2 separate regions of the Sus scrofa genome follow, and region 2 is linked to region 1. The links are chromatin contacts, called in public HiChIP or PLAC-seq maps. All regions are on one chromosome and are shown on one strand. Each heading gives the region's core, a stretch centred on a gene start, on an enhancer-like site or on the middle of the called end of the contact. The rest is flanking DNA. Distances are from core to core; before and after follow the strand shown.

What was found. HiChIP or PLAC-seq counts read pairs in DNA pulled down with a chosen protein or histone mark.
Region 2: a contact with region 1 is called in an H3K27ac HiChIP or PLAC-seq map of skeletal muscle, with 2.2 times the contacts expected there. The contact joins two enhancer-like sites. A contact is called at or near these places in 3 of 47 Hi-C or Micro-C datasets (fetal heart ventricle, fetal skeletal muscle and heart right ventricle) and 1 of 2 datasets of contacts at active chromatin or transcription factors (skeletal muscle).

Annotation. Positions count from the first base shown.
Region 1 is chr6:131,909,397-131,913,103 of Sscrofa11.1, reverse strand. The region is part of intron 6 of ADGRL2 (adhesion G protein-coupled receptor L2); the gene reads left to right. Among named protein-coding and RNA genes, the nearest start is that of ADGRL2, 450 kb to the left of the region's middle. Within about 2 kb of position 2,078, at least 4 of the 83 cell types and tissues checked have an H3K27ac peak or open chromatin away from gene starts, as enhancers often do. A contact at or near this core is called in skeletal muscle, where this site is marked.
Region 2 is chr6:132,259,586-132,263,292 of Sscrofa11.1, reverse strand. It overlaps ADGRL2 (adhesion G protein-coupled receptor L2), which reads left to right. Exons shown (of 27, transcript XM_021096387.1): 3 at 1,518-1,692. Among named protein-coding and RNA genes, the nearest start is that of ADGRL2, 100 kb to the left of the region's middle. Within about 2 kb of position 1,937, at least 5 of the 83 cell types and tissues checked have an H3K27ac peak or open chromatin away from gene starts, as enhancers often do. A contact at or near this core is called in skeletal muscle, where this site is marked.

The DNA.
Region 1 (3,707 bases), core at 829-3,328:
TCAATAACACTGAGTTTACTGACAAGTGTAGTATGAGATGAAGAGAGTCTTATATTCTAAGGTATGGGCTAAACACGCTTATCCCTACCTAAGAGAAATCTATTGTCATTTTAATAAGAACCCATACCACTTGCACAGTTTAGCATAGATTAACTGTATGTAGTTTTGGACATTTGAGAATTTAGTGTCATAGGATTGCTATTTAAAAATAGCAACTTTAGCTGCTGGACTTGGAAGGGACTTAAAATCCTGTTTGTTTTGGTTGTATCAGTTACTAAGGTAATTTGTTTAAGTATTACTTCACAGTACCTAAATAGATATCTGTTTTGTAACTATTTTCAGGAAAGACTAAAACATTTCTATTTTAATGATAGATTAAAATCATAATTGACTTTATTACATAACACTAATTAGTCTGTAGCCCCACCCAAATATTCATCTCTCCAAATAATTTTTGATTGAAGGTTGAAAGGTTGAAAAGTACTTAATCACCCATATTACTGTAATTAGACTTGATGTTATCAGAAAAATTAAGATTGTTATCTAAAATATTTTTACTACTCAAGATTGGTCAAGTAGTGATTGTTACTATTTTTTAAAGCCTTAAAATAAAAGTTAAGGACATGGATTAATTTAGAGATAGTTAATTATTGGAATTACGGAATTAGAATCCTAAAATAATGACAGTTTTCTTGACCTAGTGTGATAACTTTTAAAGGAGTATCTATAACTAGGATCTCATTCCTAAATTTTATTCAGGACATCAATATGATATTTTGAGTTGAGTATATAGGTTTTGTTAAATATATTATACATTGTGAAAATCCCTTAAGTTGATGTAAGTAGGAATTTTTTTCAGTGGCTCACTGTGCCATATAAGAAAAGGTCCTAAATAACCAAAAATCCTTAAAAATCTTTTTAGGTTACTTTAATAATGGATTAACTGTAGGCAATAATTTGAAGATACTCTCCAATATATTCTTCTTTTTAATTGAAGTATAGTTGATTTACTTTTCAGTATATTCTTATACAACTGTTTTTTAAAAACTATATTTTACCAAAGAATTTCTGTATTTTGCAAATAAAAATCTTCTTTAAAAAAAAAAAGTAGAGGGAATGAAGGGACCAAGTGCTTAATACCTGCAAGTAAAGTACAGTTTCGAGCAAAATGCTATTGATTGCTTTGGAATCACAGAGCAAGTTTAAGTACAATTTATTTAATTACAACAAAAATGCAGTTTTATGAAGTAATATAGTTTGTCTTCGTAAAGGATTTTATGCATTGTGTGGTGGTAAGTAAAATCCCATCACAGTTGTATAAATTTGTTCAATTACCAGAACGCTAAAAGGAAAAAAAAATCAATTTACTTTGAAAAGCAGCAGAAATTAGATTACCTTGGTTGGTAGGAACTTCCAGCAGTCTCTAAATTGCTTAATAATAGCAAAAGTTACCATGTTTCACATTGTAAGGATATTGGTGCCTGTTTTTATATGCATACATCTTGTTTACTTGGTGACTTTCATTATGTGAACATTTTTGTTCTTTTTGCCCTCCATTTTTGTTTTTGTGAACACTGTTGCATGACATGGTTGCTTTTCTGGATTTCGAGAATTTGTAATCAGTTGGTATTTCAAATCCGTGTAGTGAAAAACCAGATGTAATTTTATCCATCAGGAGAAACCTGGTCCATCAGTAGGACCAGGTTAGATTATTATCAGCCAAAGAAACATATTAGAAATTATTCCTACTTGAGGATTATACAGAACTCTAAATCTTAAATTCTTGTAGCAGTAAAGTGGCATGGGAGTCATCGGAGTAGATAGCTGGGCACCTGTTTTACTACCACCTGGATCCATTGTGGCGCCCAGATTTCCCAAAGCGCAGAACAGGCACAACTGCTACTCAGAGCCACCCGGCTGTTTTTAGGTCATGAAGTCAACTTCCTGGAATTTCTGGGGAAACCAGTTGAAAAGGGAGGACAAATGTCACTTTAAATAGAGATGTTTAAATCAGATTTCTGCCTGAGGGTAAAATTTAGGTCTGTTTTAGCCCGGATGTAATGTCTCCCTCTACAGAGCACAGCATTAATCACGACCTGACAAGAAAAACGTATGCTGAGCAAAACGGGCCCCTGTTGGTCTTGTCATTGATTTTTCCAATCTGTGAGGAGTACATTATAAACATTAAAATTCACACACGGGATTACACCTTAATCTCTGAATTTCCGTATTGAAATTAGCTGCTTAAAAAAAAGCCTTCTTAAAAAAAGCTGAAAATTCTTTGGGAGAGTTTAGGATAAATTCAATACTTTGATAAAAATAGAAATAGAAGTTTAAAACCAGGCAGGTTAAGCAGCAGTTTCCTTCCATGACCACATCTTAATTCTGTTTTAAGGTGCATGAAGTAACTTCAAAACTTTTTTTAATCTGGTATCTGTAAAAAGAAACAGATAAAAACCATTAGTTCTTAGACAAGATAGGTAGGAGAGGTTGAAAAGATGGTTAACTTTGGACTTACATCCATTCAAACACATGTTATTTTGTTAGAACAAAACCAGATACAAGTGTGTATCTTTTTCTGGATAAATAATAAAGACTTAACCATTGTAGTGGCAAAAAAAAAAAAAAAAAAAAAAACCATTGTGAGAGTCCTAATAAAAAAGAATTTAGTTTTGCCTCTTCAATTATTAGATAATGCTCTTTAATTCTTTTTTTGATCGTGTACACCCATGTACTTACTTTAACAAATTTATATTATTTGTTTGTATACAGCAGTACTTTTGACAGTTATGGGCTAAAAATTAGTGCACATGCAAGTTTAAAATGTAAAATATGAATGATTAAGATATCTGTTGTCAAACTGATTTTTAAAATGATATAATGTGTTTGATCTCTATTTTATTCTCAAAGGTATTTCCTGCCTTTGGACCATGAAATTTTTGGCTGTACACATTTTGCCTCATTTTGTAGGTATTTTTACATCAGTCCCCACCTCAAGCAGATTATTTCACTGGATTTAGATGACAGAATAATCTAACCCCAATTACTGTCAAAAATGGTTCTTGGCTGATTGGGGCTGTCTAGGTGACCTTGCATTTAACTAATGCTTTCTCTTGTAGAGGATGGTAAATAGTGTCTATCTGTAGAGAGAGGAAAAGAATTTTACCTGTTTTGTTCATGAAGTGAGTTCTAATTTTAATCATTTATTCTTAACATTAAATACTGTGATGCCAGTTCTTCACATAATGGGTGAGTCTATAAGATTTTCAAAAGGTCTTGAGTTGATAGAATATTTCTGTTTTATGTGGATTATATTTAATCAGTTCTTAACTACACTGCAATGTACTACATAGAAAAATCATGTTGAAAACTATTTTCCCTGTGTCTTTACTTTGAAGCAAATTATCTCTGTGTGGAATTGTTATTTCTTTATTACACTGGTGCCTTCCACGGAGAAATTTCATTCCTCTGCTTTAAAAGCCTATCATTTTTTTAAACTGTGTATTATTATGGTTATTGATTAGGAATTAATAGAACATATTTTTTTACATAGCATTTTCTTAACTCATCTTTGTGTCCTTAATCTTAGGATGCTTATGATGTGTTTTAAAACTTAAAATTCTTGGCTTTTCTGTGTTTAATGTCTAAGACAGTTTGGGGAGACATTAGTTTTGGTGATGTAAGCTTATGCATTTGTATCCCAGTGA
Region 2 (3,707 bases), core at 688-3,187, 350 kb before region 1:
CAGACATCCTAGATATCTTTGGATAGAGGCACTGTGTTTCGCTCCCTGGCTGAAGCCTTCCTTTTCCTCCACCATTTACCTGACAGGTGCTACTTGAAGATTTGGCTTCTGTTACCCCTACTAGGTTTAGCAATGAAAACAGCATGAAATCTTAAACATATTGCCAACTGTGACTCTTCTACTTCAGAAAAGATATATCATCCTGTTCCTAAGAACTAACAGACCACATAGTATTCCCAATACTTTAATATTATGCCACTCCAAGCATCAAATTACATATACCTACTTGGCAGAATAAGAAAAAAATAGTGGCTTCCTCGTTAATAGCCAGAACATTGAGGAAAACATTAATTTCACCTAAAATGGGGGCATAGAAACTGTAGGCTACCATCATGAGTGCCTTTGGGATACCATTTATGAATATAATACTCCATTAAGAATGCAACTACTGAAGAGACATTTCTCCATGAAAGATGTGGGGTTGTTTATAACCAGAGAAAAATTATCCTTGCCTTTGAGAGTTGCATTAGATAATTATTAATCAAAACTTAAAAATATAAAGGGAAGTAAAGTGTGGCCTTTTACTTAAAGTCAGTAGTTTACCAACTTTTGTCAAGAAAGAGTATACAACATTTATTTTTTTTTTACACTCAACCAACTTCTCATTTGTGATGTGATAGACTAATTATTTTCCACCATAGTATGATTTATCCATTCATTATTTCATCACATATTTATAGAGAGCCAACCATTTGCTAGGCACGACAGTGTGATATACCTTTTTTCTCTTTTACTGGGTTTTTGCCTCCAATGACCTAGTGTTTATGACCATAAAAATTCATGAGTCAGAGTTCCTGTTGTGGCACAACAGAAATGAATCCGACTAGTTTTCATGAGGATGCAGGTTCGACCCCTGGCCTTGCTCAGTGGGTCATGGATTGCCATGAGCTGTGGTGTAGGTCACAGGTGCAGCTCGGATCTGGCGTTGCTGTGGCAGTGGCACAGCTGCAGCTCTGATTAGACCCCCTAGCCCAGGAATTTCCATATGCTGCAGGTGGGGCTCTAAAAAGAAAAAAGATGCAAATGCTGCCATAGTATGGAAGTGTGTGTGTGTGATTGTGTGTGTGTGTGTGTATTATGTATTTATATTTGTGAGTAAATATATATTAATGCAGAATATGTAGATTTAACTATGACACTGTATTTGTGGCAGAAGTTTGCCAAACCTATTTAGAATGCGAACAGCAAGGGACACTGGAGGGAAATGGAGCCACACAGGAAGTGTAAGAAGTTGGTGAAAGTGGCCTGAAGACCTAGCAATCAATATACAAAAGTCATCCCAGTTTTTAAAGGCTACCATTATAAACTTTAAACCAAATTTAAAATCACAAGTTGGAAACTGTTTGTGGGTTATCAAAACTTTCTCAGCATCTGGTTCCCTCTGTGCTGTCTCATATTCTTGCAAGCCTCATGGGATGTTTCTTAAACACACTTCACCTTTCTTTCTTCAATTTCAGGGTAGAAAGGGTCCCTTTAACTCCTGGAGACAGTAAATCACAGTTTGTGTGGTAGTTCTCTGAAGACACTTAAAGGACTGAATTGGATGCTCTACATAGCACCCTTGCCAAAAGAGTTCAGAAATGACTTCCAGCTTCCCACAGTCATAAAATGGCACTGTTTGGCATCTTTAAGGTAATAAAAGTGAATTTTTTTCCATTCTGGTAAATGAGAAGAGAGGCCTGGTTGTTTGAAAAACTGATTAAAATTCATGTGTTTCCCTCAAATTATAGAGCGTGATATGAACACGCATGTGAACTTCAGACCACCTCAGAGCTCTATTATATCCAGCTCTCTGAGGAAACAGGATATGCTGGTGGGTGTGTGGAAGGGAGCCTGGGAAGGACCCATCAGGTGCTATGAATACTGAGGACATGATTCAATAGGTGGCACTCTTCCCTCTGAGTCAGCGGTGAATTCAGAGTGTGCTCTTTGGAGGATATTATTTTGCTTGAAGGAAACATTTGGGAAGTTCTTAAGTGTTTCTGGCACTGTTAAACAGCTGCCGAGTCTAATCGCAGACTGGGGCTGTATTTTGGTGAGGGGAAAAGCTCTAGAAAACAGGTTTTCGGTCTTTAGGAAAGAGGCTTATGTAAGGCGTTGCTGTCATTTGTATACAAGACATTTTAAAATTCTGTTTCCCTCTCCTCACCATTTCAAAGGAAAATCTTTTGTCATTTCTGTTTGACTCATAGGGTCTAGGAGGAAGTTGGATCATCTTCCCTTTCCCATCTGGTTATTCATAAGGCACCTGCATCTCTTATGATTTCTCTTAGACTACACAATGCTACCCACTGACAACAAACATTGTAAAAAGGAAGACCACCTTTTAGAAAAGGCACCTGAACATTACAAACTTGCCAGCCAAAGGCATGGGATGTAGCTTTCTATCCTTATTTCAACCGTACCAAAAGTAGAAATTATTATTGTTTTAACCAGAAAACACAAGATGGATACTTTTTACCTATCGTCCAACCCACATTTGTCTTGGTTTATGTGCTACAATTAGAAGGCTATTACAAACAAATTAGTAGTATTACGGAAGAATTTTTAAAAATTTGCTGATTTCTATTATTGCCTTCATCTGTTTGTCACATTTCTAATTAAGAGACATCAGGGTGTGCGTTTATATAATCTCTTTGTTAAAATTACGTAAAGGCGTCCTCAGGAGTTAGGGGCTAGCCCACTAATTAGGCAGACAAAACTATTAAAGAGGTTAAACAGACTATTATGAAAGAAGCAGGATGTAGACACACCCCAGTTTAAAAATAGTGGGGAAGGAGGTGTCCCTAACAAAGACATAAAAGAAAAGGAAATATTACCCTCTGCTCTGAATGATGGTTTATAAACACTTGAGTACATGTTTATTAAGTCTATGACAGCTTGCTTCCACTAAGAGAGAACTAGATGTAAATGCTAATGCCTTTTGCTCACAAATACTCCCAATGAGTATGACCCAAATCAGAGCATTCGACTTTAGTGGGTAACCATGTGTGATAAAAAGGAGGATGCTTCCTTCTGGGCTAGCCTTGAAATACCAATGGAGGCAGTGTTCCTGCAGCTGGTCCTTGACCTTCCCCTTCAAATACCTATTTACCTGTTAAATTATATAGTCTCCAAGCAGACTCATGGGAAAAGTTTGTGAAAGAAAACTCTAGACCCTGATACACTACTGCATCCATAATATGTAACACAACATGTTTACAGATCTATATCTGCCCTTATCCCTTTGTAATTAGGCCATTCTCTCAGTAGTTTGAACTATGAGTTCTTCATGGCCAGGGACCATGTCTTCTTTAACTAAAAACAGAGTAGGCAATCAATAAATATTTGCTGAATGAGTGAATACCTGCATAACCATATAAAAATGAGTTTCTTATTGTTCTCATTGCTAAAGTGGAAGTAATCTTAACTTCAGCAAATATGTGAGGGTAAGAACACTCATGTTCTTGATTTTAAGTGTAATAATTTTATCCCTAAATATAGGAACTATAATGAACTTAACCTAAACAATCATTCTACTTCAAAATATTAAAAGTTTTAATAAAGTAATGGCTAGCAAATTTAACATCTCTAGCTCTTATATTAGCAGGGACTTACTAAAGAGTTTATGATTATCTTTAATCTTGTCACCTTGTTACCTCCTCTGT